Regions from separate parts of the Mus musculus genome. Here all the other regions are linked to region 7. Evidence: chromatin contacts called from public HiCAR-type, HiChIP or PLAC-seq and promoter capture Hi-C data. All regions are on one chromosome and are shown on one strand. Each heading gives the region's core, a stretch centred on a gene start, on an enhancer-like site or on the middle of the called end of the contact. The rest is flanking DNA. Distances are from core to core; before and after follow the strand shown.

Evidence for each region. Promoter capture Hi-C pulls out the DNA fragments that hold promoters and counts their contacts. HiCAR-type assays count read pairs that join an accessible place to other places. HiChIP or PLAC-seq counts read pairs in DNA pulled down with a chosen protein or histone mark.
Region 1: a FOXA1 HiChIP or PLAC-seq map of pancreatic cancer cells shows a contact between it and region 7. The contact joins the promoter of Steap1 here to the promoter of Cyp51 in region 7. A contact is called at or near these places in 1 of 484 Hi-C or Micro-C datasets (muscle stem cells) and 2 of 115 datasets of contacts at active chromatin or transcription factors (astrocytes and pancreatic cancer cells).
Region 2: an H3K27ac HiChIP or PLAC-seq map of epiblast stem cells shows a contact between it and region 7, with 6 times the contacts expected there. The contact joins the enhancer-like site here to the promoter of Cyp51 in region 7. A contact is called at or near these places in 4 of 39 promoter capture datasets (cranial neural crest, embryonic stem cells, frontonasal cranial neural crest and 1 more), 1 of 484 Hi-C or Micro-C datasets (uterus), 3 of 115 datasets of contacts at active chromatin or transcription factors (astrocytes, epiblast stem cells and forebrain) and 1 of 9 other capture datasets (adipose tissue).
Region 3: a contact with region 7 is called in a promoter capture Hi-C map of pre-B cells, with 3 times the contacts expected there. The contact joins the promoter of Gtpbp10 here to the promoter of Cyp51 in region 7. A contact is called at or near these places in 7 of 39 promoter capture datasets (cranial neural crest, embryonic stem cells, frontonasal cranial neural crest and 4 more), 1 of 484 Hi-C or Micro-C datasets (uterus), 5 of 115 datasets of contacts at active chromatin or transcription factors (astrocytes, embryonic stem cells, forebrain and 1 more) and 1 of 9 other capture datasets (adipose tissue).
Region 4: a promoter capture Hi-C map of hippocampal neurons shows a contact between it and region 7, with 11 times the contacts expected there. The contact joins the promoter of Cdk14 here to the promoter of Cyp51 in region 7. A contact is called at or near these places in 8 of 39 promoter capture datasets (the 3T3-L1 cell line, 3T3-L1-derived adipocytes, cranial neural crest and 4 more), 3 of 484 Hi-C or Micro-C datasets (LSK cells, nephron progenitors and uterus), 5 of 115 datasets of contacts at active chromatin or transcription factors (astrocytes, differentiating embryonic stem cells, embryonic forebrain and 2 more) and 1 of 9 other capture datasets (adipose tissue).
Region 5: an H3K4me3 HiChIP or PLAC-seq map of stem cell-derived neural progenitor cells shows a contact between it and region 7, with 5 times the contacts expected there. The contact joins the promoter of Cldn12 here to the promoter of Cyp51 in region 7. A contact is called at or near these places in 4 of 39 promoter capture datasets (cranial neural crest, hippocampal neurons and liver), 7 of 115 datasets of contacts at active chromatin or transcription factors (astrocytes, cardiomyocytes, embryonic stem cells and 3 more) and 3 of 9 other capture datasets (adipose tissue, liver and pancreatic islet).
Region 6: a contact with region 7 is called in a HiCAR-type map of astrocytes, with 4 times the contacts expected there. The contact joins the promoter of Steap2 here to the promoter of Cyp51 in region 7. A contact is called at or near these places in 2 of 39 promoter capture datasets (embryonic stem cells and hippocampal neurons) and 4 of 115 datasets of contacts at active chromatin or transcription factors (astrocytes, embryonic stem cells, pancreatic cancer cells and 1 more).

The regions. Positions count from the first base shown.
Region 1 is chr5:5,747,400-5,751,023 of GRCm38.p6, reverse strand. It overlaps Steap1 (six transmembrane epithelial antigen of the prostate 1), which reads left to right and starts at 1,707. Exons shown (of 5, transcript NM_027399.3): 1 at 1,707-1,777. It overlaps Gm46900 (atherin-like), which reads right to left. Exons shown (of 2, transcript XM_017321192.2): 2 at 834-2,573. The coding sequence starts at 2,093. The coding sequence ends at 1,410.
Region 2 is chr5:5,539,093-5,542,776 of GRCm38.p6, reverse strand. Gtpbp10 (GTP-binding protein 10 (putative)) reads left to right here. Exons shown (of 10, transcript NM_153116.2): 9 at 352-475; 10 at 3,326-3,684. The coding sequence ends at 3,525. Among named protein-coding and RNA genes, the nearest start is that of Gtpbp10, 19 kb to the left of the region's middle. Within about 2 kb of position 2,201, at least 17 of the 459 cell types and tissues checked have an H3K27ac peak or open chromatin away from gene starts, as enhancers often do. A contact at or near this core is called in epiblast stem cells, where this site is marked.
Region 3 is chr5:5,557,883-5,561,183 of GRCm38.p6, reverse strand. Gtpbp10 (GTP-binding protein 10 (putative)) reads left to right here and starts at 1,643. Exons shown (of 10, transcript NM_153116.2): 1 at 1,643-1,751. The coding sequence starts at 1,719.
Region 4 is chr5:5,377,986-5,381,728 of GRCm38.p6, reverse strand. It overlaps Cdk14 (cyclin-dependent kinase 14), which reads left to right and starts at 1,478. Exons shown (of 15, transcript NM_011074.3): 1 at 1,478-1,694. The coding sequence starts at 1,604.
Region 5 is chr5:5,513,535-5,516,838 of GRCm38.p6, reverse strand. It overlaps Cldn12 (claudin 12), which reads left to right and starts at 1,863. Exons shown (of 4, transcript NM_022890.2): 1 at 1,863-2,074.
Region 6 is chr5:5,691,978-5,695,712 of GRCm38.p6, reverse strand. Steap2 (six transmembrane epithelial antigen of prostate 2) reads left to right here and starts at 1,624. Exons shown (of 6, transcript NM_001103156.2): 1 at 1,624-1,755. All of the region lies in intron 1 of Gm40262 (a long non-coding RNA gene), which reads right to left.
Region 7 is chr5:4,102,823-4,106,421 of GRCm38.p6, reverse strand. Cyp51 (cytochrome P450, family 51) reads left to right here and starts at 1,725. Exons shown (of 10, transcript NM_020010.2): 1 at 1,725-2,288; 2 at 3,396-3,494. The coding sequence starts at 2,115.

The DNA of each region.
Region 1 (3,624 bases), core at 458-2,957, 1.6 Mb before region 7:
CACACAGAGTCACCCAACCAGGCCTCCCCATTCTCTGGGGCCTCAAGTGTCTCAAGGGTTAGGTGCATTCTCTTATTGCAGCCAGATTAGGCAGTCCTCTGCTGTGTATGCCCTACTAGCTATTTTTAATTTTAATTCTTTAGCCACATTCATGTGATACAGAATGTGCCGGTGACGTTCAGCCTCTCTTTACCCGGGTCTCCCATCATAATCAGTCTCACTTGCATCTTCTCTACTTTATCTTTCACACCACATTACTCTCTTTACTTCTAAAATGGCAGTCAGATGCACTATAGGGTCCAGAAATTATCCTTCAAAGGCACATGGAGTCATCAAACCGGGAAGCCCTTGACCCGGAACCACATTACAAAAATATTCAGGTTGGAGACCCAGCTCAGTTGGTAAAGTGTCCTTGTGACTTACAGTTGGAACCTGCAGAGCTCCATTGTGGGAGGAGGGCAATCTCTGGACTTGGAGCTACAATACAGGTTTATTTTGAAATCCTCCCAACCCTTGCTTCTTGGGACTGCCACACCTAGTTATCATCTGACCTCCACGTGCATGCAGTAACATTCATCCACATACCTACAATAAATAAATAAACAAACAAACAAACGTGATGAAGGTATTTGAGTGCAGTTTGGGTGTACAGACTTATTTATAGGACCTAATTTATTTACCCTTCTGGTGTATCAACTTTATTCTTAAGATACACGCCAGAAAATGGGAAACTGAAGAACAACTGCGTGCTGGGAACAGAACCCCTGTGGTTGTGAGTCTTAGCCCACTAACTAGAAGTTTCCCTAACCCTCGGTCTAATGATTTTCTTCCTTGGAAATAAAAGCTGCAAGCGTCTATTTTGCCACAAGGTGTCAGGCCGGGGTAATTTAATCTTCAAAGGCCTTTTACACTATCTGATGGGAGTCAGTGAACCCAAACATTATCCACGGAGCACTAAGACACGCAGGACAGTGGAGTTCAGATCATCCCTTTAATTCCAGCACTCGGGAGGCAGAAGTAGGCTGATCTCAGAAAAAGAGGAGTTTGTGACCCAGGGTCACATTAAAAACAACACTCAGGTTGGAGACGCAGCTCCACCTTGGTCGTTAGTGTCTAGAGTCTGAGTTGAATCTGCAAAACTCTGTGGTGAACGGAGGGTGGTCCCTAGCGTCAGAGCTACGGGTTATTTTTAAATCCTCTCAACCCTGTGCTTCTTGTGACCACCACACCGAGGTATCATCTGACCTCCACGTGTGTATCATAATATTCATTCACATAGCTACAATAAACAAATAAACCCGGTGTAAAAGTCACTCACAAACTCAGATTCATCCTCTGACTGTCCTAACAGCTAGTCGTCTGAGAAACTGCTCTGTTGGAAGAGCGCTCCACCGCGGACGGCGTAATCGCTACAGAGCAGTTGGTCTCCAAGTGTGGGATCCAGGATCACTACAGCGTCGCCCGGCAACAGGCGAAATGCACAACTGCAGATTTCGACCAGGTCCCAGTCGGTTTCCAGTGAGCCCTGCTGGTGACCCTGGGTCCCCCTTGCACAGCCAAGGATTCGCCCCCGGCGACGCCCCTCCCACGGCGGCCGCAGCGAAGCCCCTGGGTGTGAGCAGGAGCTGGTCTCCGGCAGGGGGCGCTGTGCGCGCGGCGGCCGAGGGGCGGGGTCTGCGGAGCGGGCTGTGCTGGGCAGCGAGATTCGGGCTCCGCGTGGGACTGGGAGTCCGTCCGGGCAGCGAGCGCCTCGCCGTCGGGTCCCACGGAGAAGCCGGTGAGTCCCGAGTCTCGTTCGCAGGCCGCTTGCTCCCCGCCTCCGCGGGCCTTGGGAATCTGCTGCGGGCCGGGGAAGGGGTGAGGCGGGTCTCAGGGGCGGGCGGTGGTGCTCCGGGCAGCGGGGCGCCCCTTCGGCCCCTCGCGGATCTCGGCGAGCCCCGCGGGGAGCAGGTCTCCGCGGTCCCGGCTCTGGAGCTTAGGTCAACTTTGCAGTCAGGTTGGGTTCCCCCGGTAAGTTTGCCAACTTGGCAGTTTCCGCAAGTTTGCCTCGCTGGATGAATGACTCGTCCTGCTGTTTGAGCTGGTTTCTTCATGGAATTTTTTTTTTTTTTTTTTCATTTTAAGTCTTTGGAACACCGGTCCTACTCTTTCGGGATCTGAGTAGGATTCGGGTTTAAAATAGTCAGAGCTTTTAAATAAGGCACTCTGGTGAAAGCAACTAACAGACGTTTGTAGTCCAAGAATTTAAGTCCACTTCAAATTTAGTTATGCTGTTCCGTTGAGGTGGGGGATACATCCACATCTCGATATAAAATCAAGGGAATGTATTTAATATTAATGTTAAGCACTTGGGGAAGCAATGCTTTAAGAAACAGCCCGCTGTAGAACACCTTCCCCTCTTCCAATAATTAACTGTGGCAAAGCAAAAAAATACATTTGAAAGACTCGTGGGACATGCACTGCAACCCACAATGTATTCCAGTCACTGGGTTTCTTGGATTCTAAACTCCTTCCCATAAACATGAGTCTGTTGGGCTGTGTCAATATTTAGCAGGAACAACAAGCCAGCCAACCTAATCCAGGAAAACAGAAATCACTATTTAATGGGGAAGAAAGCTGGAGAATGTTGGTTCAAATCCTGGAGTTCTTGACATCTCTGCACTATGCTGTTTCCTGCTGAGTTTGCTGGACAGCCTGATGAAACCTCTCCTGTAGAAGTGTAATTATAGGTGTAGCTAAGGTCTGGTGGAAGAAGGCATGATTTATTTAGCTGATAGTTTGTTTTCCTGGTTTCTGGGCATACAGTCAACAATCACCTTTACGGGCATTGGCTCTTTTCCTTAGCGATGCTCCTCAGAGTGGTACCATGCAAACAAATGGCTAGGCATCTCCTCTGGGCCACTCTGTCCTTCCACCCAGAATCTCTCAGCAGTGGCTGTCTGTCATGTCAGCAAGCACCAACAACTCACTGCAGGTCACAGGACTGGGTAAAGAAAGGGGCTCTCATCCGTTTTCTCCACTTCCTTTCCAGAGCCACCATCTGTCTATACACTATTATCCTTTAAGATGTATGGCATTACCACACAGGTCTTAATGGAGCGTTTCCCTGTCCTAAACTTTCTTTGAGAACAGACTTATCATTTAACTTTGTATTTCCCGTGTCTGCCATCATTGTTCAGTGTGATTAATGAATTAACAGTGAACAGCTATAGATTTATGCTTCACTATCTTAAACATTGTGAATCACAAAACTTAAAATACACTCTAAACGTAGCAAACTGTTTCTTATACTTGTTACTACAGTGCATGCTACCCTATTCCTAGATACCCAACACCAACCTACTCACTTTATAGTACTGGTTAAGGTCAGAAAATGGCATGGGTAATACATTTTGAAGACAGACTGTTAGCCCCTCAAGGGCAGCCTTGAAATCTCCTTCTCTTTTTCCTCTTTGATATTGGCCTTGTAAGAACTTGTTGAATGACCTAGACTTTACCCAGAATTCTTTCAAATGGAAATGGTCAACACACACCTCAAACTCAAAAAAAAACAAACAAACAAACAAACAAAAAGGCATGAACTACTGCCAGCAAGATTTGTCACTGTCCTTCTTCATTTTTTTT
Region 2 (3,684 bases), core at 952-3,451, 1.4 Mb before region 7:
GGAGGAAAAAACTGGAGCCTTTTCAGTTTTAATTCTGTAGCTAATCTCCACTTTTAAGTCCATATGCCTTTTCCAAGAACGCCACAGGTATTAAGTTGTTATAACCAGCGTATGAGTCTCATCCCTGTTGACTCTGGTTGGCACTTGGCTCTAGGCACAAAATCAGCTGTTTCTGGGAAGTCCTGTGAGCTAACATCCTATTCACTGGTTTAGCAAAAAGCATTGTTAGTTTTATAGTTATTGTGATTTATTGCGTTGTAGTGATATGAATGGGCTGTACAGTTACCAGGTTATTAAAGAAAGATCGCCGTTACCTTCATACTGTTATTTGTTTTTTCTTGTTATTTACAGGAGTTGGAGTTGTACAAAGAAGAACTACAGACAAAACCCGCACTCTTAGCAATTAATAAGATGGACTTGCCGGATGCCCAAGTTAAACTTCAGGAACTGATGAAGCAGCTCCTGAGCCCTGAAGGTAAAGCGGCTGTCCGCTTCCATCTGGTGCGCAGTGCTGGCCGTGCGCAGAGCAGGTCAGGGAGCTTTGGTTGCTTTTGGTGAGGAGTTAAGTTCTTGAGTCAGGGTTTCCTGTAGCCTAGGATGGCTTCAAGTTTGTTGTTTATCTAAGGATCATCTTGAATTTCTGCCTCTACCTCCCAGGTGCTAGAGTTATAGGCATATACTACTATGACCAATGGTAGTAAAAATCAATGGGAAAGAAAACTAGTGTTTTCTACCTAGAAACTCTATTTTTAAAGAAAGAACACATAATGTTTGATGCACTAGAATAGCATTGACCAGTCATTATCAGGTCTCAAAACAAATTTGTTAAGTTAGAGAAAGAAAAGAAAGACTAATGTTCAAAAAGGTCAAGTTTTAAAAACAAAAAAAAACAAAAAAAAACTAAAACTAAACTGTATATGACCTGTAAAGGGTGTGAGAGGGCCCAGAGAGATGCTCAGGCATTGAGAGCACACACTGATCTAATAGAGGACCAGGGCCACTCTCCAGCATTCACATCAGGTGCCTCATAGCCACCTCTCAGGAAACCCCATGCCTTCTGTGGTCACACACAGCTCTGCACCCTGACACCCACTCATACATTTAACTAAAGATAAAATATTTTATTTTGTATTTTCTGATAGTCTCGTAATGTAGCTCTGGCTATCTGAAAATCATTATGCAGCCCAGGATGGTATTGAAATCATGGCGATCCACCTGCTCTGCTCCTGGGTGCTGGCATTAAAACCGTGAACCATCGTGACCAGCTAAAGATAAAGTAAATGTTTAAAGAGAAAACCAAACCAAACCACCCAAGATGTGTGTAAAAGGAGAGAAGTCAGCAGCGTAACAGCTTCGGTCACGGAACCTTCACCAGCCCTAGATCTTTGTTTCACTGGTACACACTGCATTTTAACAAACCTAGTAAGGTTTTACTCTTGTTTTTTCTTCTTCTTGTTTCCTTTTTTGAGACTTTATGTATGTATGGGTTTTTGTTTGTGTGCATGTCTGTGTACCGTGTGTGTGCCCAGTAGAAGGCATCAGATTTTCAGGGTCTGGAGTTACAGACAGCTATTAGCTGCCATGCTGGAACAGAACCTGTTCTCTGGAAGAGCAGCCAGTGTTCTTAACCGCTGAGTCAGCTCTCCCGCCCCCAAAGCTAGTAGTTTTAAAGAGGGATTTATTTTTACTGATGTTGTTATTGTTGTTTTACTACTGTTAACTTGGTAACTCTGAAGAATAATAGTCCTTGGAAAAGAACATTTAGTTCTGTGTTTATGTGACGCAGAAAGTAATATGTGTGGCTAATGTCTGTGACTAAAAGGATATGTCTGAAATTTCTTAAATGGAAATATTTCCACTGTATAAAGAAACCTAGAGGGACTGACTTAGTCACTATCCTGTTGCTGTAAAGAGACACCCTGACAAAGGCAACTCTTGTAAAGGCAAGCATTTGACTGGGGGCTGGCTTACAGTTTCAGAGTCTTACATTATCATCATGATGGGGACATAGCTTCATGCATGGCTCTGGAGCAGTAGCTGAGAGCTGCATCCTGATTTGCAGACAGAGAGACCGACAGACACTTGGCACAATATGGGCTTTTCAAAGTATTGAAGCCCAGCTCCAGTGACACACTTCCTCCACCAACACCTCCTAATCCTTCTAATCCTATCAAGTAGTGCACTTCCTGATGACTAAGGGTTCAAATATATGCGCCTACAGGGGCCATTCTTATTCAAACCACCACAGGGACTCTTCACAGTGTGGCAAACTGAGTGCTGTAGAACACTTTTATCCTGTGGTGATGTGTTCTTTTAGCCTGGAGAAGACGACCTCCTGGCAAGTGGCCATGTGCTTTTGAAGAATACTGATTTCATTCTGTTATTGGAAAGATAATTGAGGAAAACAGACTTTAATATACTAAGATTAGCAGACAGCACCAACATTTTTCTTTTCTTGAAATCATTCTCCTACATAATGTACATGTTAGGACTGTCTCTAATTTAGTAAGTTACTTTTGGGTCATAAGTATTCCCTAAAAGTCTTCATTCGTTAATATCATTTGCCTTATCAGGTCAGTAGTTCACTTTGCTTATCGATCTTGCAGCTGGTGTGAGGAGTGAGGGTTAGCTCAAAAGTGTTTATGTATTCTGGACCACCACAGTTCTTGAGTTTATCTCTCTGGATTTTCTTGGAGATTTATAGCTGAGAAGTCAGGATGATTTCAGTCTACCCATTTTATTGTTTGGCAGTTGGCCCATCCATTCAGTTTGCTGGCCTCCTCCCCAGCTGCCTTAGTGTGAGGCAGAAGATAAGGCTAGGCACCATTGTTATCCCCTACGTGATTGGCTAGACAATGGTAAACTGATCTGCCTGGGAGCAACTCGGCCTCCTACTGCAATTTTTATTGTGGATGCTGGCCTCCATTTAAATAGTGATAACACTATGCCTGAAAGAAATTAAAACTTACATGCATATTAAGGTAAGCTAAAATGTTCCACGTGATGTCATTGTTTTTATAGAAATATTGCCTCATTTTATTTGGCCTCCTCAAGTAATTTTTCTTTTTCCTTTAAGTATTGTCATGACTTACCAGTATTTATTCTTTATTTTTTTAAAATAAATTTGTCCAACAGTTATTTACTAAGTACTTACCATGTGCTACGAGCCATCATTGTCAGTAATGAAACACAGATCCCAGGAGCATGTGAGGCAGTGCAGACAGGGAAACAGTACCAGATGCTAAGTTGTCAGCTTCATAGTGTTGAATTAATTTTTTAAATTAATTTTTTTAAAGGCAATGAAAATCACCTGTTCTTGTTTCAGATTTTCTGCATTTATTTGAAACAAAGATGATTCCAGAGAAGGCTCTAGAGTTCCAGCATATCGTTCCCATCTCAACAGTCACTGGGGAAGGCATTGCAGAGTTGAAGAGCTGTATAAGGAAAGCACTGGATGAACAGGATGGCAAAGAAAGTGATGCGCATCGGAGCAAACAGTTGCTCAATTTGCAGAGTTCCAGTTGAGCATCTTAGACTGAGCCACATCAAAGTGTGCGGCTACTGTCTCCAGAAAAGGCAGCATTCAAACCTAGTACAGCGTATTGACGCAATACTCTTTCTTCTAAGGATCAGAAAATCATGTTTAAAACGTGGACGAGCCTGAAAAGCATGATGTTCAAAGAA
Region 3 (3,301 bases), core at 394-2,893, 1.5 Mb before region 7:
CTGGTCTTCTAGACGAGTAGGAAATGCTCTTAACCAATGAGTCATCTCTCCAGCCTCATCTCAAGTCAATTTTAACAGCATATTTTTAGGAGAGCGAGTTTAGAGATTTAAAAGGTTTATTCTACTATCTTATTATCAGAATTATAATAAAATATCTTGCTGTGATAATGTTTTGTTTGAGGTATATGTATTTTTCTTTTGCTTACATCATCAATGATCCTTAGCATTTTAGATATCAATTTCTTATTTATATTTTATTTATTGTTATTATATTCTGTGTATGTTATGGGAAAGAGAGTGGGCCTATATTCAATAATCATAAATAAACATTAGAAGGTGTGTGCATTAGGCTAAACATTTTGGCATAATTTAAATGGCAGCACATTTTCTAGATTTAACAGGAAAAGTATGATAACAGCAACTTAATATTCTGGTTTTTAAAATAGTAAGTATATTTATTGAGGCTAACATCTGACATTTGGGTCAATATTTAATGTTAATCTACAGAGGCTAGAACCAACCAACCAAACATCTAAATGAAAATGACAGCTTCAAAGTCCAGGAACAGTAAACTAATCTAGACTGAGCAGTAGTTTCCACACTGTGTACTTCCAAATAGGACTCGCTCCTTTCCCAAATTCCCCATCCTATTGTTTAGGATGCAGAACCTTATCTAAATGAATTGGAGTCCTGTTTTCTAGTCTAGGACTCAGGCATGTAGCAGAATGCCCGTAACTGCAATTTTCAGAGTTTCAAGACTAGCCTTTGCCAGGTTCCAGCTAGGAAAGCGGCCTTAGAGGCGCAGGACCTCGGGCTATCTGTAACTAACTTTAAATCAACCTCATACTGAAAAACGGAACATAACAATTCCTTAAGGTTACTCTCAGCTGCACTGCCCTGGCCAGTGACCATGACTGAGTCACATTTCGCCAAGGATTCTAAACCTAATAATTCTAATGATAGAAAATAATAAATGAGCAGTGAAGGGAGACCCCTCTAGTACGCTCGTGTGCCTTTTTCACTTAAAGACTTGGCAGAAAGATTGGCGAAATGGGCCTGCCATTCAGTGATCTTTTTCTGAAGCTTCCTCTCCAAGCTGGAATGTAATCTCTCGTGTTCTCACAAGGACAGCCTTCAAATGAAAGGTGAAAACTCTCGGCTGAGTCCAGGTTGGGGTTTCTGTTTGCCTCCACTGCACACATCATCCTTTGTAAAAATCTAGATCGTCACACTTCTTTCAATACTTCTGTGCTACAAGTTTTAAGTGACTGGTTCCTGAAGTTTAAGCCTTGGCTAGAAAAATTGCTCAAGCCATCATCCAGCAGTCTTTTAGAGCTCTCGGTGTTTTGTACAAGTGTGTCTGTTGGAGGGGTCTTTCATCGTGAGAAAATCCTGGCACCTCAGGTTCTTCAGCTACCATAAAAATGTTTGTGAGGCAGGCCAGTCTCCAGCGCATAGCGTTCAAAGCGTCAACTCCAGAGACTCCTGCCCGGAGCCCTGCTTCCCCTTGCACACAACTTAGACGAATCTGGGCTCTGCACTCTCCTTCCTGCACCCAGAGGCGTCCAAAGCACACGCCCACCTTCCTCGAGCGCGATGCAGCACGCAGGCGCGGATCCGCTGAGACGTCACCTCTGCGACCAGTAGTGACGTCAGTACGCGCGCCCGACCGAAGTTTGTCCGGATTCTGCGGGCGGGAGTCCTGCCCCTTGGAGCTCATGGTGCGCTGCGGTTGCGCTTTGTTGAGAAAGGTTCGTGACGGGGGTCTCCCCAGCTTTGGTGTCTTCGCCGCTCTCCTCCTGGGTTGTCGTTCCTCGGTTCCCGTCTCCTGGGAGAAGATTGTGTCTCAGTGACACGCTGATGGCCGTTTGGGGTCCAGCTTTAGGGAATTCCTGTATTGTTCCCAAAGCACGTGAGAGGATAATTGGGGACCTGCCTGCGGTTTAGACCCGGCATTGCGGTGCACGTGCCGGCTTGTTTGTTTGTTTGGTTTGGTTCTCATTGTTTAAAAGAGAGTCCATAACCTGCTTTTATACATTTCTCCTCCTTTACACTGCTTTTGATATCTTTCTGAAGACTTTTCTGGAAGTCAGAATGTGTGTTTGCTGTGCCTCATATAGAGATTTTACGTCAATTTTTATGTAGTGCCTGTCTTAAAATCCACTTTTATAACAATCTGCAACCAACCGCTCAATTAAAAAAGAATCTCAGTGAGCTTAACTGGCAACGGTGTGTGAAAGCTAGAGGTCATGTACATAAGCTGTTGTTAGGAACAGCCATTATAAATGAGAGTCCTTAATAAATATGACAAATCTAGAAAATAAAGAAAAAGTCACATACTGAACACAGCTTTAAAAGCCCTTACCAGGAATATCTCAGGGTGGTCAACCTTCAGTTTGTTTTTGTTTTTTTTTAAACCCACAGATTTTTTTGATACCCAAAAGTACTGCAGATTACCAAAAACGTGAATATTAATTTAAACGATTGCTCTGTAATTTGAAAGCCTGGGATTATGACACACTGGCTTTATAAGAAGTTACCTACCTAGTGAGGGAAACTAAATGGAAAGTACCAGAGGATATAATCCAGTGTCCGAGGAAGCCTGAAAAGCCAGTCAGTGAGAGTGATGGGCCAAGGAGGCCTCAGATCATACAACCATAAGCCATAGTTTAGTTGTATTTGAGGATACATTGAAACTGACACCAGAAAATGGGTTTATGATAGAAAGAACAAATGATAATCTAAACAGAGGAGAAAGCATGAATAGAGTGGCAGGGAGAGTGGGCAGCTCAGAAAAGAACAGGAAGGCTCCAACAAATGACAGCTGTCCCGGTGAGATCCGGTGAGGGCTTTGAATCCAGCACTGTAAACTTTATTATTTCAGAAGCAGTAAAAACCCAAAGTCACGACTGTTTCTGAGTAAAGAGAGACATAGACATCGGGTTCACTTAAGGGGGAAAGAGATGCTCTTGGCTCATGGTGGCGGATGCATTAAGAAGGAATGATGAGACCCTGAAAGACCATTTGGAGTTCACAGTCAAGATTCTAAGAGGACAGAGGTCCTGGAAAGGAGTTAGGCTTCTTGGAATGCAAAAATTTTGGGGAAAAGCCATCTGTTTGTTCAGTCTTGGTGAGCAGATAAGCTTTGATAATTAACTGAGGGGACAGCTTTTTGCTGTTGCTGCTGATGATGATTTTAAAATATTTGGGGGCTCAGTGGTTAAGAGCACTAACTGCTCTTGAGTTCAAGGTCTTGAGTTCAAATCCCAGCAACCACATGGTGGCTCACAACCATCTGTGA
Region 4 (3,743 bases), core at 229-2,728, 1.3 Mb before region 7:
TAATTAGTCTGACCAAGTGGTAAATGTCAATAAAACTTTTTTTCCTGCATGAAGCCACAGTTGGTGCTTTCTGTAATTACTGAGATATGGCTGTCAGGACCCAACATCCCTGCGTTTAAACTCTCTTGACTTTGCTATGGATTCCTGGCTCTCTCCTGTTAGGGGCTTGGCTTGACTAGCTAGCAGCTTTTTATCAGTGGCAATCTACCAAAACCCTGTAATGTGCTCAGCACAGGGCAGAACAAATCAGTGTTCTACCTCACAATTTAAGGAAGGCAGGGGGCTAGTTTTTGTTTTAAGATAAACATCTTTCGACAAAACACAAACTCCCCAAAACTTCCTTTAAACTAAACAGCATTGTCACACCCACAAAAGCTCCTATTACTTACCCAGCCAGATGACTCAAGATCACTAACGTTTCTTTCATAAGGACTTTGCTGGCCCATAATCAGTACACCAGGCCAACCCCCATCTTCCTTCACCCTCCCCTGGGAGACTGACGTTTGGAGCACCTCATTTATTAGAAAAAAAAAAAGACTGTTTTCTGCCGGAACTGTTTGTCCCGGGGCTTTTTAAAAAAGCCACTCTTAAGATCCTTTTCAAGTTCATTCACTGAAGTGGGGAAAGGAGGTGACAATAGGTTGTAAGTTTACCGATGACCAGAGTATCCTGCTGAGGAGTCACCCACAGTGACATTCCTGTCACCCAGAGACAGGGCTGAGGCAAAACGCAGGTGCCCTGACTTCTAGAAGTTCCGGGGTGGGGAGCATTTTCAGCTTTTGCACTGTACCCCAATAAAATGGGGCCTCTCCTGCCCTTTGGAGCACCCACTTTCCCTGCAAATTAAAACCAACCACCCCACGCCATAAAGTCTATCCTAAACCCGAATGCGTCCCCAAGGTCTTCGAGCACCTCGTCGGACACTCCCCAACATTTCCGGGTCGTGGGCCAACACGGACCGCACCGGGTGGACTGGCCCGCCTGCGGGCTGCGGTCCCGGAGCGCGCGGAAGGAGCGCGGCCGCGGCGGGCGGAGCGCGGGCGGCCGGGAGGGGGCGCCGCCCGGGCGCGGCGGGTCCGGGAGGGCGGCGGAGGCCTGGGAGTCGGAGTCGGATTCGGAGCCGGAGCGCGGCGCGGGGTCGCGCGGGGGTCCCGGGCGCCAGGCCTCCGGCGAGGGCAGTCGCAGGTCTCCGTGCAGCGCCGCCCCTCGGGCTGGGGAACTTGTCCCGCTCGCCCGGTCCGCAGCCGCCTGCGCCTCCTCGTCCGCGGACCCCCATCTCCGGCCGCGGCCGCGCGGCTCTTGCTTACAAAGGAGGGAAAATGCGGCGGGCGGCCGCGCAGCGCGGGGGCCCCCGGGCGGCGGGGATGGCGGCAGCCCCCGGCACCACGTAAGACGCCCCCGCGCGCCCAGCCTCGGCCCAGGCCCGAGCCCCGCAGCCTGGCGAGCGCTGCGCGTCGCCCGCGGCCCGCGAGGAGGCGGAGGCGGAGGAGCAGGACGAGGCGCCGCCTTCCCCGCGCCGCGCGCCCTCGCCCGCCGTTGTCTGCGCTGCGCTGCGCTGCGCTGGACCAGTTTCGCGAAGTTGCCGGGGCCCTACGCCGCCCAGATGTGCGACCTCATTGAACCGCAGCCGGCCGAGAAGATCGGCAAGATGAAGAAGTTGAGGAGAACTTTGTCCGAGAGTTTCAGCCGCATCGGTGAGTGTAGTCGACTGTCCCCAGTGTCCTGCGGGCGATCCCGGGGCTCGCTCCCTCAGTCCCCGCGCCCACTCCGTGCTCCGGGCACCAACCAGGCGGCTGCCACCTCGGGGTGAGCTGCGAACCAGGGATGAAGGAGAGGACTCCAGGCTAGGGCAGGGACCAGCTGGAGGGCCATCCCTCTGCCCCCAGGACCTGGGCTTCGTTCGTGGACTGTCTTAAGCCTCCAATTTGAGTTCCTCCTCCCCGCCAATAGTATCTTTGGCGCCCGCAGTGAACCGGAGAGGGAACACCCGGTCCCCACCGCCATCGGGTTTCTGTGGCCACCTAGGTTACTTAAAGCGAGTTGGTTTTAAGTGCTTAGCCAATAATTTAGCTTTGGGAATTGTTGAAACGTTGACATGTGCCTGATGTTGTTTAATGTACTCAACCTAGAGGAAGTGGGACAGATACCTTGGGACCTTTTGTTCCGTACTCCGGGTCCTATAATTGGAGGTTTGGGTGTTCGGTTTGTAGGTCTTGAAACCTTCCAGCTGCTGTGGTGAAGGGTGAGCTGTGAAGTTGTGGAGACATTTATGAATATGTCTCCTGAACTTGCTCCATTAGTGCAGTCCAGAGGCTATTGTCTTCTTTAAAAAAAAAATCAACCAACTTAACAGAGCATAAACACACAGCATTAACAAAACAAAACAAAACAAAACGCTCAAGGAATGTTTAGGATACTTAATGAATACATGCTATAGGCTGCAGCAAGATGACAGCTGTGTCCGGTGGAATGGGTTTGTTGAATCTTGAGTGTTGGTGGCAGAAAGTGCCTGTAAACCTGGAGGCATAGCTGCTACCTAAACTTTGGTCCTTAACTTTCTTTGATACAGGTAACTGTGCAAAGCAAGGGAATCCTATAAGCCCCAAGCCAACACATGGGAGTGTCCCAGCATACCTTCTGGCCTTTGGCTCACCTGTTATGTTAGTGAAAGTTAATTAATTAATCATAAGCTAATTCCTTAAAGCCCTGATGTGCCAGTGAGTGTCTGCAGTCTGAAGACAGTTTGCATGTATGGACAATGAACTATGAAAACATGGATAAATATTTAGTCAAGCTTATTATTATTATTATTATTATTATTATTATTATCAATTTTGTTTGACACTTTGCTTTTCCTGAGAACACTGTAAATCATGTGCAGAAGTCATATTAGTCGTGCCTTTACTTATTACATGCGTTGAATGTACACAGACTCATTTTTCTGAGTTAGGCCTGTGAGTGTGGAGTCCTACATTCAAGTGAAGTTTGAAGCCAAGAGGAGTGTGAGAGTGAGGTGTGGAGTCTGTGCATTATTAACAAGGATGTTTCAGGGCTGGACCCAAAACACCACCCAGGCGGGTTCTGGAGTCCATTAGGGCCTGTTCTAAAGCACATTAGCTAGATAGTTACTAATGCTAATGATTCCGTTGGAGCCCCTCCAGTTTTGTGTTAAATAATTCATTGCAGTTGAGTCTCAGTAAGAAACCAAGGGTAATAATATAAAAATCCTGTATGTTTAAATAATTTTAGGGTTTGATGGCCAATCAGTACTGTTTGGATTAACTGCAGTGTTGGCAGTAGATATTATAGTTAATTGGGCTTCCTGGATTCCTCGGCTTTAGTCGTGTGAGAGCTCCCTTCTGAGTCTAACGCTCCTCACCAATGCCTGGTATGATTATGTGGCCTTTATGTCCATTCTCTAGGAAACAGTACAGCTCAGTAAAGAAAGCTGATAATGTCTTTATTGAAAGAGGACTCAGAAGAGCAGATCTTACTGTGGTACATTGTGAAAGAAATTATTGACATTTTTAAGTGATTTTTGTTGTGTATGCACCAAACCCAGGATATTTATTAGAAAGAGCACTACTGAAAAAGTCATCTTCTATGTTTTCCCTCACACTCAGAGGCAGTGAACTCAGTTTGCTGACTGAAGGATGTTTTTGAGGACCGAGAGACAATGCAATGAGATTTTTCTATGGGTTCATATAGTTTATAAGCAAGGGATGTGGTCTGTGGGTTTTTTC
Region 5 (3,304 bases), core at 614-3,113, 1.4 Mb before region 7:
GTACTGTTGTGCTTTTCTATGTTTTCCTTCTTATAAGATTTAGATTAATTTAATTTTCATGATTTTCTGGCACAAACACACTGTTCTACAGATGGAGACCATAAAACACAGCGGGTCTTCTTGTCCAAGGTAACAGCAGGGCAGAGTCAAACAAGAATGGGGTGGGATCGTTTACAGTCCTGTCAACTCTGAGAATTGAGTATCCTTTTTTGAGAAATTGCAAGTGAGAAGCTACAGACCATTTAAATGAATAGTATACAAAAAAAAGTGTGTACTTGCTTAGATTCAAAAGTTGTTCCCTAGCCTAGAGGTTCTTTGCAATTGATACCTACTAGGAAAGAGATCAGTTTTATCCAAAAGGACATCAACCACAGGAGCAGTTGGCTACTGCAATCAAGACTCCACGTCTTCTTGATTAGATTTGGTTTGGGACTTTTTGTTTGCTTTATTGAGTTTTGTATGTTTGATAAATAACATGAAGTTGGGTGGGTAGGGAGGTGAGAAAGATCTGAAAGGAGTTGGGGGAGAGGGAAATATAATCAATATTTGTATGAAAAAATTAAATAATAAAAAACTTGTCATCACAGAGGCCTGGGATATGGGAGGCGCCCAAGAATTCTATGGGGGTGACCTTAGCTGTGACAGCAATGGAGATTTGGAATCTGAAGAGCTTACTTCCTGTAGCGAGACAGGAACCCTGGTGGAGTGATAGAGACACCGATCCACACATAAAACTTTCAACCCAAAATTTATCTTGTCTACAAGGAATGCAGGCACAGGTGATGGAGCAAAGACCATCCCATAGGCAAGCAACAATCCCTGACACTATTAATGATACTCTGTTATGTTTGCAGACAGGAGCCTAGCATGGTTGCTCTCTGAGAGACTCCAATCAGAAGCTGACTCAGACAGACGCAGACACCCACAGCCAAACAGTCTCCAGAGCTTGGGGACTCTTACTGGAGAATAGGAGGAAGGATTGCTGTGCCCTGAAGGAGATAGGAACTCCACAGGAAGACCAATGGAGTTAACTAACCTGGACCCTTGGGGCTCTCAGAGTCTGAACCACCAACCAAAGAACAAACACAGGCTGGACCTAGGCCTTCCAGCTCATATGTGGGCCCCAAACAACTGGTGTAGGAGCTACCTCAAAGCTGTTGCCTGTACTTGGGCTACGTACCTGGCTGGGCAGCCTTGTCTGGCCTCAGTGGGAGAGGAAGTGCCTAGCCTCACAGAGAATTGAAGTGCCAGGGTTGGGGGGTCGAGAGGGCTCCCCGACTCAGGAGAGGGGGTTGATGGGGATAGGGGCAGTGTTCAGGATATAAAGTGAATAAGAAAAAAAAAAGATAATTAAAGAAAAGAGTTGTCAACATCGACAGTTTTTGTTTCTCTATTTGTGTGTATGTATATAGTGCGATGGAATCAACTGGAATTCACAGGCATCATTTTTGCTCTTTTTAACTTAAATACTGTGTATGAGTCCTTTGACATATTTATCTGCACAGGATGCACATATCAGAGAAGACGAGAGAGGATAGCTGATGTGTAGAAGAGTCAAATTAGAATACTTAATAATTAGTTTTATGTATGGAATTTTGCTGCAGTAGGGTATCTTTTGCCTATAGTTAACCCCAGAAGTAACAAGCAAAGTGCCCCTTGTAAATTTGTGTGGCTATGGAGTTAGACCTTTTTTTTTTTTTTTTTGCACTTAATGAACAACTTTTGATTGAGTAACCAAACGAATCTCAAATTTGTCCCTCATGCGTGTGATTGAGAGCATTCTAAAGCAAGCCGTAAACCTATCCCTAATAAGGTGCAAGAGGAAACGAGGGAGGCGGGACCCGGAAGAAGGAGGTGGTCTCAGGAATTGGCCCGCGGCCAGCGGCCCGATGGATGCTAGGAACTGTAGTTCCCGGCAGCCAAGGTATTCCCGAGCGGAGCCAGGGGAGAGCCTGACTGGTTCCCTGAAGCCTCCGGGGCGGCTTCGCCAGAACGCACTTCCGCGGCAGCGGAGGGAGACCAAGGAGCCGCGGCTCGGAGTGGGTGAGCGGGATGCCCGAGCCGTGAGGAGCCGGTAGGTGTGGTCAGGGACGCTCCCGTTTCCGAGTCTTTTGCAAGTAGTTGAAGGTGTTGCGTGAAACGGCGAAGCGGCGGCGAGTCGGCATTTGAAAGGTTGCCCACATGGGTGGACGTGGAAAAGTGGCCGAGGAGGTATTTGGTACCGCGTTTACAACGTTTTCGTCCCCTCCGAGGAGTGTGGAGCCGCGTTGCCGGGGCAGCCGAGGGCTGGGGGCGGGCGGGGGTGCGAGCTGCGAGCTGCGAGCTGGCTGCTATTTTGGACCCAGCGGCTGACGGCGCTGGTTGTGTAACGCTGACCTGCTCGCTCTCCCCACGCACCGGGCAGGGGTGGGCGAGCGGCGAGCGTGCGCCCGGGGAGGGCTCACGCCATTGGCTGGGCGCAGCCGCCCCCCCTTTGCCAGGCTCGGCCGCTCGGGGTCTCCTGAGGACGCGGCTCCCACCCGGACGTGCCGATCTGGCTGCTGCTGTCCCTCGACACTGCCCTGCTCTGCGAAGGGGCTAGTCTTCACTGCAGAACTGCTATGCCAGGTGACCTCATGGCAAAGGTTGCCCAGGGGTCCGATTGGGGTCATTGATTGTAAAACGAGCCCTTCTGACTTCGAAGCAACAATCTTGATTGATAACAACTCAAGAATCGTAGATGGGAGGTGGGGAACCTCGATGGAAATCAGCACCCAGGCCACATCCTGCATAATTACTGTAATAGGGCCAGCGATAAACGCCTGGATCCAGGAAGCTGCCAGGCGTTTATGAGTTTTTCACTCATCCTACCTGTTTGAGTTAACTAGTATTCCAACAGGAAGTCACTCCTCTTTAGAGATATGAAAACATACCAAATGGCAGGTTGAGCCAAGGACGATAGATACCACACAACATAAACTAAAAAGGACATACTAGTTGCAAATTTTAGGTTGTACAGAGCAGATTAGTTTTGTCTGGTTTTATGGTAAATACCGTCTTTTAAACATTTTAGAAAACAGTGCATTTCTTTTCATTCCAAGGCAACTGCATGGTGCTTTCTTTCACCGTGCTCCTTATGACACGGTAGGCAGGAACTAGATCTTGAAAAATAAATCTATTAATTTTTTTCTTAGATTTCTAACCCAGTAAAGTGATTTGTGATTTTTAATTTTAGCCTTAATTATCCCGAACTTTCAAATCACAAAATAAGAGTTATTTTCCTTTGAGGCTCATATCTAATAGTGAATATAAGAATAAATTGCCT
Region 6 (3,735 bases), core at 375-2,874, 1.6 Mb before region 7:
GGAAAAAAGGCTTGCGAAATCAACTTTATATACTTTGAAACTGTAACTGGAAATCACTGGTAAAGATGGCCACCGGTTCATGAACTGGACCGGGAGCCATCTTTGGAGCACTTTGGGCCAGCCTGGCATTTTCCACCCATGGAGGATGTTTGCTTATTTTAACAGTTCAAGTATGAAAAGCAGATACTCCTTCTGGAAATTGTTGACTCATTCATTCTTTTGGGAGGCAAATGGTTTCGCATACTATTTTTTTTTTTAAATAAACAGAGTCCATGTCTCAACAGCTTTTAAAGATATTTTAAATGTACAACTTACCTGTTTTCTGTAATAACTTATGGCTTTGTACAACTGAGAATAAAAACGTGATAACCTTTGCTAGACCTTATGTAATGCTTTTGTTTATGTGATTGGAAAGCTACATCTTCTCACCAAATGCTAAGGACACAGCAGTTTCCTCCACTGGTCCTCCAAAAGTGTTAGAAATACCCTGCTGTTTTCACTATTTGACAGTAGTTGAAGTGAAACAATAAACACTGATATAAAATGTAAGGATTTTTTTTCTCCCCGTTACCAAAATGGAAAGTATTTCCCAGTTGTCAGTCTTTCCCCCTAATACATCACTAACAGCGGAGTTTGTGCCTAAACTTTAAACCTCAGCTGTATGTATTTGGGGGTGGGGAAGAGATGCTTTTCACAAGGATCAAACAAAGAATGTTTCCCAGGTTGAACTTGCAGAGGTTAATCTGTGTATGCCTTTCAAAGGGGAAAGTGCAGTGCCCTGAGGATCGATCTAAGACCCTCTTCTGCTTTTGTTCTGATTTGTCTAGTTAATAAACCACCAAGAAAGATAATTTTTAAACCTAATTTGCTGAAATGAGAATTTACTAACGTCTGAGGGTGGGGGAAGTAAATTTGACAATTTTCGACAAATTGGTTTTATATTAAAAAAAAATCTCCACTGACACTTTTGACTAAAAAGGTAAATAAAAGATCCCCATCTACTTGTTAATCCAAAATCGGGGGGGGGGGGGATTAGAGAAAGCAAGGTGCCCTTACACAGCTCAGCGAACCCTGGATGCTCCAAGGCCACTGCAGCTCTCCGCAGGCACGCTGGTCTCCTGACTCGGCTTCACCTTCCAGTCCGCACAGAGCTCGGGGGCACCGGCGACAGGGAAGGTCAGAGTCCACAGACTAACCCCTACAGCCCACGGCTGAGAAGGGCCTCCAGTCCCAGGGAGTTTTAAAATGCGGTTCGTGGAAGGGCATTTCTGATCATTCCCTTTCAAGGACATGATGCAGCCGAAAGGGAGAAAAAAAGCGCACTTTCTTCGAGGTTTGTGTGGAACAGAGTAGGGAGAAGGGGGGTGGACAGGGAGGAGGGCACTAATCAAAGCCAAGTCCGGGGCGGCGTGGCGAGCGTCTCGGAGGTAGTGGAGTGTAAACGCGGGCGGGATCCACGTAGGGCTGCTCCCACGGGGGGTCTCCGCAAGATCGCGCGCAGGCGTGGGGACCGCGGCCGGGTGGGTCCCCACGCACTCTGCCCCGACCGACCCGCGCCCCCCTGCGCGTCACCGCCAGCCCTGCCTCCGCGCGCCTCCTCCTGCTCCACCTCCCCGGCGCGGCGCGGTCCGGCTCGGGGGCAGGAGGAGCTTGGGCGGGAGGAGCACTCCGTAGGCCCGGGAGCTCGGCGGGCCCTCGGCGCGGGGGAGCCACGGCGCTGCGCTGCGAGCGTGGCTCGGAGAAGAGGGCGTGGAGGTGAGCCGGGTGGCCAGAGCGCCGAGGTGGCCGATCCGGGGTCGCCGAGCAGCGGGTGCTGTGCGGGAGCCGCATCTTTCCTCCCGGATTCCGGGGGGGGCTTGGAGCTGGCCAGGGGGCGAGTGGGAGGGGTGCTGGAGGGCGTCCGTCGCACGCATTCCGCCCCCTTATCCCCGTCGGTCTTCCCAGAGCTCTGGGAAGTCCTCGGGTCCGGGCCCAACAGAAAGGAGGCCAGGAGAGACCTTGTCCCAGGTCGGATGTGCCCGAAAGGGAAAGGACCCGCAGGTTACTTTTGCCAGCCACTTTGGATTGATGCGGCACTTTTCACTGTCGTACAGCACTGCTTGCCAAACAGGTAAATAATGCCTGCAGTGGCTTTGCTTATAAACCCGGTCATGTAATCCGGGTGTGCTCAGGCCATTTTGCGTTTAGAAGTAATTGGTCTGGTCTTTCAGTGTCCTTAATTACCTCTGCGTCCCGTGTTCAGCCTCAGCTGAAACTTGTTGAAAATTATGCCCTAAAAATCTTGTTCTGAAAATAACATAGGGAGATAAAGAGATTTTATTTTTCCTGTGGTCGGGGAGAATTCCATTTATTATCTTCACTATCCTGTGAAGCAGGATTGGTGTCAGTGTTTACTCTTCAGGCAGATTGTTTGTTTGTTTGTTTGTTTTTAAGTAGAAAAACTTATTCTGACCCACATTTAATTATCGCCCATCACTGTAGGTGAAATAAAATTCAGACTCCTGCCCCCACTTCAACCCTCAGTACTTGATTACCTAAAGCCCCAGTTAACCACCCCACTGCTTGCAACCTTCTTCTCTCTAGTCTACCCTACCACCACCCTTTTAATAGTTTTTTTAATTACTTATTTACTGAGTTGATGTTTTCTTTGACACTGTACTCACCCCCCCCCCTCCATCCCCCGCATCCTCAAGATAACCTATTTGGAAACGTAAGATAGGAAAACCAGAGTGTTTAGCTGCACCGGGGCAGCTATCAGGCTGCCTGGAGATGCTCCTGAGATGGTGGCATTCACTGCGGTTTCTGCCTCTCAGCTAGTCTGGGCGGGGTGGGCTGGCTGGGGCTGGGGCTGGGGGGCAGTTTCAGCAGTGATAAGTTAGCTAATTGTGAAAGATGGGAATGAGGAGCTTCATGAAATCACTCTTATTGTACTGGTACTATGGAAAATGCTCTTCTATTGAATGAGCATAATTGTACTTTAGCACTGGAACAGAGCACAGATAAAGGCAGAATTTTAAAATGATTACACATGATACAGAAAAAAGAGAAGGGTAAAGATGCAACGAAAGCTCAAAAGGCTAGGCCTGTGAGAAAAGAGGCAGGCAGAATATCTGGAGGTGCAGTTACTCTTTGCTCAGCCTGTAACTATGACTCTGAGGTAACCAAGACATTGACATAGACATAACATTGACACACCACTTAAATCCTCTGAGGCCTTTTGGGCCCACGGATCTTAACCATGGGAAAGAGAGATCTGGCCTAGAGCCTCATTACATTTTCTTTGGCCTTGGTGTTTATAAAAATGCATTTAGTGACAAAGAACATTCATTGCATACATAGTTGGTATGTGCCAGGCAGAGTGGATAGGAGTGTGTGTGTGTGTGTGTGTGTGTGTGTGTGTGTGTGTGTTTTGAGGATTTAAGTAAACAGTCCAAGAGCAAATAAGCACTTCTTTAAAACAACTCCCCGGGAACTTAACAGGGGCTGGAAGATGCTTGGTGAGTAGGCTGGAATCAATCACATCTGTAGGAGGCAGAGTCGGGTGGAAAAGAGATCTGTTTTTTCCACTTCTTGAAAAGAATTCTGGGGCTGGGCAGTAGGAAATATGGGGCCATCAGGATAAGGCTGGAGAGGTGAGCAGAAGCTGTCATATTTGGGACCTTTTGGGTCACAGTCAGGTATGAGAAGAAGCCGTTGACTTTTAAGGAAGAGAAATATTTTATGCCATTTGTGTTT
Region 7 (3,599 bases), core at 476-2,975:
AACTGTCATAATTATGCCTGAAAGTTTGTGATTGAAAAAATGTAATTACTATTTTATTGTATAAGATGGTATATGAAATATTGCCATACTTATACATGATACTCAAATTAATCTTCCTTAACTGTTAAGTTTTAGAATTTGGGCTGGCTGTGATGGCATATATCTTGGATCCCACCTATCAATCCAGCTACAGAGGCTTGTGGACCTCTGTGAGAATGAGGTCAGCCTAGTATACATAGAGGTCCAGGCCTGCCAGAACTGTAACTCAAAAACAGATCAACAGCATCATTTTTTTTTAATAACACTGTACCTTTGATCTTTATTTAAGGGTTTTGATCTTTTAGGATTTCCATATTTGAGATTCCTAGTGTGCAATGTTAAGGCCCACTTGCCCACTGACAGATAACATCCTGGTATTCTGGAGTCTGTTGTTCATGTACTTTCACTTCCGTAGACAAGGTTGGTTGCACCAGCTGCACAGGAGGTGCTTGATGATACACAGGCAGGAGATGCATTGACTGGAAGGATGCTTGTCCCCAGTGGACTAAGGCTGGAAGCACCATAGCTTTGTGGGCTTGGCCTCTACAGGCACCTGTCTAATGTAGCTTGAGGCCATTCTTTGGGAATCATGGGTATGGACCTGGCCAGTGTCCATCTTCCTGGCCAGTATTAAATAAAGCTTTCTTTAATTGGATAATTGTGGAACTGGTCTTTCCCCTAGCAATTTTCAAGTTCAACAATGGCCTGAAGTCACTCCAGTAAGTCAAGACGTAGCACACAAGACAGGCTTAGAAATGAGTGAGCAAAATTCCTGTTGTAGATACTACTGCCAGAAATAAAGAGGCTCTTACCTACAGCAGTGACAATAAAAATGGAGTGTTACAAGATTTTGTGACTGATCTGAGGCAGGAGGATATTGGTATACAGCAGTGTCCATCCTATATAGACTTCCTACTAGGCACTTCCTACATAGGCAGGTGGCAGTCACCCTAGGGAAGAGGTAATGAGTGGGCTTCACTGACTGACTACGATAAAATGTGAGCTCTCTAGGTGGAATTATCTAGACGGTGGCTGGACCATCTTACTCATTCCTGGAGGTGCTTGCAGTTTTGCCAATCACTGCACAATCATCTCCAAACTTAGCAAAAAATCTAGCTCTTAACCCTGGTTAAATAAATAAATGTACCTGCCAAAGATCTGGAAGGAGGGTTAATTTGGAAACATGTCATCAGAGGTGCTTTATTTGTAGTGAGATCAGGGTAACTCCTGCTTCAGATCCAGCTATCAGAACAGGAGTTTGGGGACATCTGCCTCAGTTTACTTTATGGCCTGTATTTATTTTAAAAGACTTGTCTTGGTACAGCAGCACACCAAACAACTATCACTTGCTAGCAATGTGGCCCTACACGAACAACCTGTCAAGCAGATTGTACGGGTGATCCGATGGTCTCACCCTCCAGGTTGCATCTGCAGGAGTGTTTTTTTTTTTTTTCCAAGATTCGTGGTGCAGGGCTCACGAAGGGCTGGTCTCACAAAGCCCAGAGGTGACATCTCCGCGAATAGCCGCAGAGGCGGGCGCCCCACGGAGGGGGCGGTGCCCGGGCCGCCAGCTCTGCTGACGCCACATAGGCCGAGATCACCTCAGCAGCGCGTGGTGCAATCACAGAGCGCCTTCGCCTCTGCCGCTGTCCGCCACCAATCTGGTCCTGAGATCCCTCCGCCAGGCTCGTCCGTGCCCGCTGCCGGGGCCGTGCTCGTTAAGCACGCGGGACCTCGTGGTCTGCGGTTCTCGGGGCGCGATCATTTGTGCAGCCATCACTTTCTTCACCGAGTCCAAGTGCCACGGTAGAGCCTGCTTCCTCAGGTCCCCTCGGTGGCGCAAGAATCCCCGCACCTAGACGGAGGCGTGGCCACCAGAAGCCCCGCCCCGTCTGTGACGTCCTGGTGGCGCGCGAGCTGTCTGTGGGCGTGTGAAGGGCCCGGGCCAGACTAAGCCATCAGGCCGGGGCCGCCTCCCGACTTCTATCTGCCGGCTTCTCCTGCTCCATCTTTTCCGAGAAGCGGTGTGCGACCTCGGCCCCCAGCCTACCGGGCGGATCGAAGCGACGGTCGGGATGGTACTTCTGGGCTTGCTGCAGTCAGGCGGCTGGGTGCTCGGACAGGCGATGGAGCAGGTGACAGGAGGCAACTTGCTTTCCACGCTGCTCATCGCCTGCGCCTTCACTCTCAGCCTCGTCTACCTGTTCCGTCTCGCCGTGGGCCACATGGTCCAGCTGCCCGCTGGAGCGGTACGTGCACCTCGGGGTCCTCAGTCTGTGCCCCGGCTAAGCGGGCGGGCTCGGGGGGCGCTAGCGGTGGCGGGCGCGCGGGAGGCTGGGGTGGCGGCTGCAGACGCCCGTGCCTGATCTTTGCTGTTGTGGTGGTCTTTCTGGTCTCCTTGCTGGAACCTGAACTCGGGGGCTGTGCTGGCCGTCGCCGTTTCTGCTGTGATAGCGGCTTTGAACTTCTGGCTAGGATCCTACTTTGCAGCGTTTGTAGTCAGTGATGGATGTGCAGACTGGAGGCCTTGCTGGATGGATTTGGCTGGTCTGATTGCCTTGGCCATCCATGACTCTTAAGTGCAGAGCACTGTACTGACTTTACTGTTGGTTGTCAGAGGTGTTTGGGCTCTTTGTGAGGGCCTTGATGGCAAGTTAAGGGTAGCTGCATCCCCGGTGGCCATCACTCTTGATACTGCCCTGTGTGTTTAGTATACTGTGGGCTATTGGGCATAACGATGATTAATAGCAGTGTCAGGGAAATTGCAGACAGTTCATAAGTGACTTGAGAGTGTGGGAAGCGCTTTCCTGTGATGCTGTTAAAATACTGTTTCTCTAGTTTAGCGCTACACCAAACCACTAATTTCAAGCCTTCCAAATATAGTTCATGAATACCCTTGTAATCAACATTTGGTAGCTTTGAAAACCATCCCTTCGAAACTGACAATGGGATGTAAAAACTTAACCCAGCGTTAAGTTCCAACCAAGTTGCTTTAAAACTAATCTCTGAACCCAAGGGATCGATAGGCAGTTACTATTTCTTACTTTCATTAGATACATTTCAAAAGCTCACTATCATCATCATCATTTCTGAGATATTTATTATATCCCAGGGTGGCTGTAGAACTTGTTATGTAGCCAAGGCTCACCTTGGCATATCTTCCAGCCTTCACCCCTTGAGTGTGCAGTGCCTTCCTGTGTAGTCATTTCTGTTTTGAGTTCTTTTGAGGCTAAACCTTGTCTAACTATACTGTGTGTGTGTGTGTGGTTTTTTTAAACATTATTCTTAAGCAGGCTATCATATGAAACTTTCCTATTAATAAAATGAAAACTAAAATTTTCATTTTCTTTTTGCAGAAAAGTCCACCACATATTTACTCTCCAATTCCATTCCTTGGCCATGCAATAGCATTTGGGAAAAGTCCAATTGAGTTTCTGGAAAATGCATATGAGAAGGTAAGTCTTCGGAACAGACAGAGGCAGAGACTCTAGTGTAGAGAAGTGCTTTTCTTTAAATAGAAAGACATTTGTAAAAAGATTGTGCCCTCCCTGCTTATTGGC